Linked DNA regions of Drosophila melanogaster: region 1 is linked to region 2. A link is a contact called in public HiChIP or PLAC-seq data. All regions are on one chromosome and are shown on one strand. Each heading gives the region's core, a stretch centred on a gene start, on an enhancer-like site or on the middle of the called end of the contact. The rest is flanking DNA. Distances are from core to core; before and after follow the strand shown.

Evidence for each region. HiChIP or PLAC-seq counts read pairs in DNA pulled down with a chosen protein or histone mark.
Region 1: a contact with region 2 is called in a POLR2A S2P HiChIP or PLAC-seq map of the Kc167 cell line, with 2.5 times the contacts expected there. The contact joins the promoter of CG14442 here to the promoter of kdn in region 2. A contact is called at or near these places in 2 of 107 Hi-C or Micro-C datasets (both in the Kc167 cell line) and 1 of 6 datasets of contacts at active chromatin or transcription factors (the Kc167 cell line).

What each region holds. Positions count from the first base shown.
Region 1 is chrX:6,692,769-6,697,042 of dm6, reverse strand. It overlaps CG14442, which reads left to right and starts at 2,042. Exons shown (of 2, transcript NM_132114.2): 1 at 2,042-4,274. The coding sequence starts at 3,087. CG14440 reads left to right here. Exons shown (of 1, transcript NM_132115.3): 1 at 1-1,177.
Region 2 is chrX:6,348,006-6,352,098 of dm6, reverse strand. It overlaps kdn (knockdown), which reads right to left and starts at 1,470. Exons shown (of 3, transcript NM_167072.2): 1 at 1,145-1,470. The coding sequence starts at 1,363. It overlaps ND-B16.6 (NADH dehydrogenase (ubiquinone) B16.6 subunit), which reads left to right and starts at 1,698. Exons shown (of 3, transcript NM_001316630.1): 1 at 1,698-1,806; 2 at 1,861-1,977; 3 at 2,045-3,083. The coding sequence starts at 1,872. The coding sequence ends at 2,403. CG3847 reads right to left here. Exons shown (of 1, transcript NM_132089.4): 1 at 2,863-4,093. The coding sequence ends at 3,452.

The DNA.
Region 1 (4,274 bases), core at 793-3,292, 340 kb before region 2:
TTTTTTTAAGTTAAAAATTAACAAGATGAAGTAACGTAATGTAATCATAAAGTAAAGTATTTTTATAATGCATGCATTATATTCGTACGATATGTATACACACACGACACAAAAACCAATCACACACACACAGACACACACACACCCCCAACCCCCACACACACATGCACTAGCATAGTCATTGCCACACATATAGAGCCCCCAAAAAAGGGCAGTAATATCCCCCACTCCCCCAGGAAAAAGGAAGCTTACAGCGCCAGGGTGCCTCACTGTAAATAAAAAAAAAAAAAAAACGGAGGGAAAATCGCCAACGACTGGAGGTACACCTCCCAAGCTTAACAAAAAGAAACCCGAAAAACTAAATATTAAAATAATTACTGAGCATCGCGGATGGACGAGGCAACAAGTGCCTTTCGAGGAAATCCTCGGGCGAAACTTGCTATAACATTCAAAAATCGTATTTTTCCACAACAACTGAGGCACCCTAGTGACGAACAACCCCCATATGTGTGTGTAAGTTGGTAAAGGCATGTAACCCAAAACGGACAGCGCCACTCACATAAGGATAATATACACACACTCGGCAGCTCCCACATAAATATATGTATATATACAAATTTATATATATATATATATATATATACATATATAGTTGGAGCATACACACATGATCCGTAGCCAGGCACATAACGCAATATTTGTTAAAGCACGCAATCCTTCCTCCCTTCCCCAGCCAACATCCAACCGCCCACTTTTCCTAGACCTTATCCTTATCCATATCCTCAGCCTCTTCCCACGCCCATGTCCTTCCGCGCGGGCCCACATGATATATACATGATATATATTTATATATACATATATATACATATGTATATATATATATTATGCTAATTATTATTAATAAAGTGTAACCATTAAGTTCTAGTCGAAATTTCAAATTGTTTTTCTCCTGTCTAAATACGTTTATCAATTGTTTTTTGCCTTAAGACATAAGATTGAGATACATTTTTGTGTATTGTAATATTCGTGTACACTAACAATGACAACACACAACAAGAAAAATCAACAAACAAAACACAACACCAAGAAAGTGAAAACAGAAACAGAAAAATATAAGCGAAAAAAAACGAGAATAACAAAATGAATATACTTGAATAAAGTTGCATTCACAATTTTTAAATGCTGCGTTCTGAGCTTTGGTGGGAATTTAATAGGGAATAGTGATAATCTAAAAAAAAGTAAAAGCGTTATCAACCGGAAATGATCAGGAATGGTTGATAATAACACTACAATTTTGAAAATTTCCTTCAAATCTGACAGAATGTCCTCGATGAACCTGAAGGGTGGGTCCCATTCTCAGGATCGCCATCCGTATGCTTGTTGTACATTTAAGTATCACAGCAATTAAACAAATTAAAAACTCCCATCTAAAATACATTTAAATATAAAATATAAATAATTTACAAACTCCATTCAGCACATGCTACTGAACTAATCCTATTATATATACGATTATCTACGATTATCAACGAAATGCTCTTATTGGAAATAATATAGTTTCTAATTTTATATAAATAGTTTAATTCACTTTTATAAATCGCATTTATTCATTTCAAAAAGATTTGAAAGCTTTGGAATGTTAATGCCCTGTTAACATAACATAACATAGTTGATTGTTATGTAAAGTAAGCTTTAAAACAGTGTGGCCAAGAGGCGAAAATTTGTTACAATTGAAATAGAATTATCCATGTCTTGACGTTACGCTTGATTTTTAAAAAATCGATTTCAAACATCAAGCTATCGACAAGCTGATCTAACTATAACATTAAGTATGGAAAAATAGTACATATATTCTGTAATATGGTACTGCAAAACTGCAGCCAAATAATAATATAAATATTATCTGCCTGCAAGACTAATTTCCAAATTGTAAAATAAACCCGGGCGATATTTCAAGCGGAACATCGGTTAATCAGTTGCATTTTCCAATGAATCGACAGCCTGCTCAACTATCGATGTATCGATACTTTTTACCATCCCTACTGTGAACAGAACGATTGTTGAAATGAAAACAACTGAAATAAGATGAATTAAATTAAATTAAAGATACAGTACCACGGATTGCGAACAAGTACGCATACTTCAAGTTAATGACATTACGGTGCGATCGGAAGTGGCAGATATACGCTGGTCCCAGCTATGTGGAAAATTCCCGGTAGTTAAGTTAACGCTGCGCCGCCACAGAACATCCTTTTAACCCACCAAGAGAAAAGGCGCCTGGATGCACCGCAGCACGGCGAATAAATGGAATTACAAATCAAAGGGTTAAGGTTTGTGCAAAAAGCAAAATAAGGAGCGGAAAAAAACTCGCACACACGTACGTTGCGTATTGCTTCGTTGCGCGTGTGTGTGTGTGTGTTTAGCAGTGCGTGCTTGTGTGTGCGGACGGCGGCTGCATGGGTGTGTGTGTATAATCATGTGAAAAATCGATTGGCAGCGCAGAAGCAGCGCGGCGGCGGCGCCAATTGTCACTGACTCGCAAGAAGAAGCACGCTTTTATGAAAACGCACGAAAAATTGTAATGGCCAAATACGAACGGTAATAAAGTGCATAATGCTAAAAATGGAGAAGAAGAATACCGCTCATAGCCAAAAAGGGAACGAAAGAAATGCCCGAGGACCACAATAACAATAGCGGAGTGATCGCCGCAAAAATAGAGTGCGAGAGAGAAACGGCGCCAGCACACACATATTCTTTATATAACTACTAGTAAGCAAAAAGCGAAACAAAACAAACACAAAGAGGAAACGCCAAGGAGCAGCGGACGAAAAAAAGAGCGGGAGACGGCCCAGAGCGTGCGAAAGAGAGGGGGCGAGCAAGAGCGCGGCCCCTAGATGTTATCGAAACAATCGGAAGGACTGCGCTCATCCTTTCGATAACCAAATACCCATCGTCTATATACACATATATAGATATATATCTATAAATATATATATAAATATATATATATACATAACAAACAGTACACTTTTGGAGCCCCGATAGACGACAATTTCGATTGTTGTTGCCCCGGCTTTTGACCAAGAATGGAACCAGATCCCAATGGGATAAAAATAGAGCCCTCACTTGATCAGCAGCAGTACGCCACCCATGTGCTGGCCATCAATGGCTCCAATGCCCGCCTGCTCATCGAGCATCCCTCAGCTTTGTTGGTACCACTCTCCTCGCATCACCAGCTGCAATTGCAACAGCAGCAACAACAGCAGCAGCACGTACAGCAGCAACATCAACAACAGCAGCAGCAGCATCAGCAACAACAGCAACAGTTCCAGCAGCAACATCTTCACCAGCAGCAACAGGATCAACTGCAGTTCCAGCAACAGCATCTCCAGCTTTATGCACCACTGAAGCAACAGCAATTGCAGCAGCAGCAATCGCAGCAGCCACCCACTCCATTGGGACCCACCAGCAGTGCCAGTTCCGCATCCATAACAGGTGCCTCCACCACTGGCCACCAGCAGAGGTGGAACGAGAGCCCCGAGGCACGCCAGCGCCGTCTGGCCAGAAATGCTGAAAGGATGCGGGAACGCCGGCAGCGCGAGAGCGAGGAGGAGTATCGCAAGCGACTACTCCGGAATGCAGAAGCCAATCGCCAGAGACGCCAGAATGAATCCGACATAGAGCGGGCCATGCGGCTAGTGAGGAATGCGGCCAGGCAACGGCTACGCCGGGCCATGGAGTCGCCGGACCAGAGGGCCAAACGGCTGGCCAAATTGGCCGAAAGGATGCGCATGTATCGCGCCAGCGAGACGAACGATCAGCGAAAGCTCCGGCTGGCAGAAATGGCGGCAAGGGCGCGCCAAAGGATCGCCAATGAGTCACCGGAGGAGCGGAAGGAAAGACTGAGAAAGCTGAACGATTATGCCAAAAAGGTCAGAGAAAAGAAGAAGGTACTGAAGCATGTTGTGGTGCACGGTGGTTCGTCGTCGGTGGTCGTCTCAACGCCGACATCCTCCTCGTCGTCAACGGACCAGCAGCACCACCACCAGCAGCAGCAGCAGCAACAGCAGCAACAACAGCAGCAGCAACAACAGCAGCAGGTGCTGGCTGTTGCAGCAGCAGCCGCAGCAGCGGCGGCAGCCAATTGTACTAACGAACACACTATCAATCTAAACCAGGCGACCACCACAGCGACGACGACGACAACGGACGAGGCAGGCACCCCGCAGCCCGCGGAGGATCAGCAGCATCTGGTGACAGCAGCCGCCTATCAG
Region 2 (4,093 bases), core at 221-2,720:
GGATGCATTTTTGCTCTACTAAGATCCATATAAATTGACATTTGCTCGAGTGCAGACTAGTTTTCAATTCCAATTTTAAAAAAGTCTATTAGCTATCCCAGTCGACACCCCCCATTTCCATGCATTTTAAACCGCTCCCTGACATTGTCTGTTTGCTATAGAGTATAAATACTGTCGTGTGAGGGAAATATCTTTTTATTGCGGGAAAATCAAACACCGACTTTTGTAAAAAATAATCATATTTCAACTGAAGTTTTATAATAAAGCTTTGCCGAAAAAGGCCACAGATCAATAAAAAGTTCGATATTCACGAAGACGTTTATCATCATAACTTTGTTAAAACTTGTCGTACAGTTTACAATTTAGTAGTTTTAATTACTTAGTTTTAGTAGTTTTTTTACTTTTAGTAGCGAATTCGCAGTGCTAGGATTCCTACCACTTTTTGAAGGATTTAGGGAAATTAATTTTTGGGTCAATTTTTTTTTTGTAAGGGGTAACATCATCAAAATTTGCAAAAATTGGCCAAAAAATAGAATTCCTATTTTTTGATACAGTTCGACAGGGAATTTAAATACGAGCTCGACGAGGTATTGCATTCCGTATTCAGACAATTATTTTTAAAGTTATGGCAAAAAAAAACTGATTCTTTTATGACGGAAAATCGAAAAAAATTATTTTTGCAAAAATTACAAAATTATAGATGGGCATTTTAATCATAACTTGACTAAAAGTGATCACAAAGCGAAAAGAATAACTGTTTTGAGCAGCTAATTGCGAAGGCTAACCATCCCAATCACTTTTTGACCGATTTGGAAAAACTAATTTTTTGGTAATTTTTCGCATTTTTTGTAAGGGGTAACATCATCAAAATTTGCGAAAAATGGTCAAAAAATAGAATTTCCATTTGTGGATACAGTTTGATAGGGAATTTAAATACGAGCTCAACGAGATATGGAACTCCATATTTGGACAAATATTTTTAAAGTTGTGGCCAAAAAACTGATTCATTTTTGAACGAAATTTGGAAAAACAGATCTTGGCAAATATTAAATAAAATTTGTTTATGGTCATATGGTCTTGGTCACCTTTCTCGCTGTTATGGAAAAATCAGATGAAGGGAGATTTATATTAAAAGAAAACTCACTTGGGCATCCTGCATATCAGGCATGTTCAAGGTTTCCGGAGTCGCCGATTGTTGCTGCTCCTTGAGATTGCCAGTCACGTTATCCTTTTTGGAACGCATTCGGAATGAACTTGGAGTCCCAATGGACTTCGAGTCCCACATAGAATTTTTAGCCAAATAACGTCGTTGAAAGGCAAAATGATGGCCCAAAGAGCCATTTCCGAAACGGCGTACGAACATTACTACTTTTAGCTGTAAATATATACGATATTTCGAAGTTTCTAGTTCGCTTTTTCTCTTGTTTTTGGGAATGTGAAAGCTAGTGATGTAGGATACAAAAATTTATTTTGACAGGAAAGCGATTGCGATAAATATAGGGATGGTATCAAACAGTTCGGAATACTGTATATACTGTAATACCGTATAAACGTTTGCACGTTCTACTGTGACTTGTTGTTGTGATTGTCTTTCGATAATAATATAATATAAATCAAATAAATTGACTCAACTTTTCACGTTAGAAAATATTTTTCAACTTCGTTTGCAGTATTCGCCACTTTTTGGTATATTTTCGTCACTACTTGGTATTTTACCCTGCCCCAAGTCAGGCCACACTGCCTTGGTGTTATGCAAAAAACGTCATTTTTTTGACAATTCAACAGATTTTTTCCCTTTATTCGAGCGTAAGTCCCAGTTTACCGGCCAAACAGCCGACTGATATATACTTTGTACCACAGGAGGAGTCACCATGGCGACGGCAGTGCCGCATTGTCCCCCGAAACAGGACCTTCCACCGCCGGGCGGCTACAAGAAGATACCCTTTGCCCGCGTGCCACCGAAGAGCTACTTCACAGGTGAGCTCCTCCAAATCCCATTGATCTAACCATATATGTGCTGGTAACTATATCAATCCCTCGGCAGGCTTCACCACCATCGGCACCTATGTGGTTGTGACAGCCGTTGGCCTGGGCATCTACTACTTGACCGCCAAGAAGGTGAAGCGCGACGAGATCGAGATGCGTTCCGCCCAGAATGTCATCTTTCCCATTTTGGTCGCCGAGCGGGATCGCGAATTCCTGCGCCAGTTGCGACGCAATCGGGACGAGGAGGCCGAGCTGATGAAGAACGTGCCCGGCTGGGAGGTGGGCACCTGGTATGGTGAGCCCGTTTTCAAGACCCTGCCCGAGGATACCCTGGTCACGCCCATTTTCAAGGAGTTCTACGCCCACTCCGACTGGAAGTCGTACGCCAAGCGTGCCCACTTGAAGCTCTGGTCCTAAATCGGCCTAGTTAATGGATTAGTTAATGCCTAAGCACGCACCTTTTTGTTTGTAGATCATCCGCCTAAGCGCCAAAAAAAGAAAGTATCGACCAATTATAATGTCAGATCAGATTGGCTGAAATACCGATTCTCTTTGTGTGTGTTTAATCCAAATCCTGTGCTGGACCACCCGAGGTAGCCAGAGATTTTTACCAAACCGGGGGCGTTGCCGTCCAGCTGCAATATAGCCCACGGGCAGTGCTCAAAAATGGCCAAATTAGATGGATTTGGTGGCACCAACAGCGGGGAATCCCAGTTGGCTGTGTCACCAAATTAAAATCTAATTGAAAATCTGCTGCTTAGTAAAAATAATAAATTCACAACATAAAACACTACGAAATGCTTATGATTCAATAGGGATTATTAAAATAGCAATGAAGAAATCTTGAGCCATTGAAAAACATTCTTGATTTATTTTATTTTTATTTTTTATTGAATTCAACATCGATTTGACGCTCGTTTTGTGTGTCAGTATTTGGAGTTTCGGGTTATTACACAATAGCGGGTGATCGTGAGCTCTAACATTAAGTAGTCGTAATTATAAGTAAGTAATATATATCTATACATGGGCCATGATCGACATCCGTCGACATGCTTTTATCTTCAATTGTAAACCGCAGAGTTGGCCTGAAATCATATAAAAAAAAAAACAACTGTGTGTGTGGATTTGTGTACAACTAGGTAAAAGATAAACCCTTTCCTTTGGAATCGCTTGACGACAGTGGCCCCCGTTGTGGCTCCCAAAAAATACAATATGGGTGTGGACTTATGTTTGCGTGTAGATAAACAGCAGCTGCTCCTTTCTCCTGGCCCGGGCGGCTAGTGTCCGAGTTTTGCATGGGCGAATCATTAGAAACTAGCTCGTGCTCCAGCTAATCCTACTGCTCCTAATCTACGTACTCCTGCTTGATAACAACGTAACGCACTGGCGGCGGCGATTTCTGCTCATCACGCTCCGGCTCCAGCTGCTGCCGACGCCGCCAGTGCTCATCACGTTGTGGCCGCCTCTACTTCATGTCCCTTCGACGCTTGATGCTGCCATCGCAGGTGGGCAGATGGCGCTGTAGGAAGCCCTCGAAAACGAACTTGCGGCCGCAACGTACGCAGCTGAACTCGCGCTTCTCCTCCACCTGCTGCTTGTGCTGCCGCAGTGCCTCCGCATTAGAGTACTTATCGCGGCAGGCGTCGCAGGCATAGCGTCTCTTCACCTGGCCAACATCGAAGACGACGGTGAAGTTCTGCGAGCAGAAGGCGCACTGGAACTCCTTGACGACCACCTTCTTGCCGCCGTGCTGGGCGGCCAGGGCCACCGCTTCGGCCTCGAGCTTGTCCTGGTGCTTGTGCGACTCCATGTGGGCGGTAAATTTGCTCTCCTCGACGAACTTGCGATAGCAGCGGGTGCAGCGGAAGGGCTGCTCGCCCGTGTGCCGCATCATATGCTCCTTGAGGTAGGCAACCGAGTTGAAGACCTTGCTGCACACTTTGCACTTGCGTTCATCGGTGGAGATCTCGTTCCTCTGCCGCAGGCAGGCGCGCATATGAAGCTTCAGGGAGCCGGCGGCGCTGTAGCAATTGCCGCAATTGGGACAGTAGAAGGTCTTGTTGCGACCATACGGATCTTGTTCGGCATGGTCGATGGTACTCTCGAA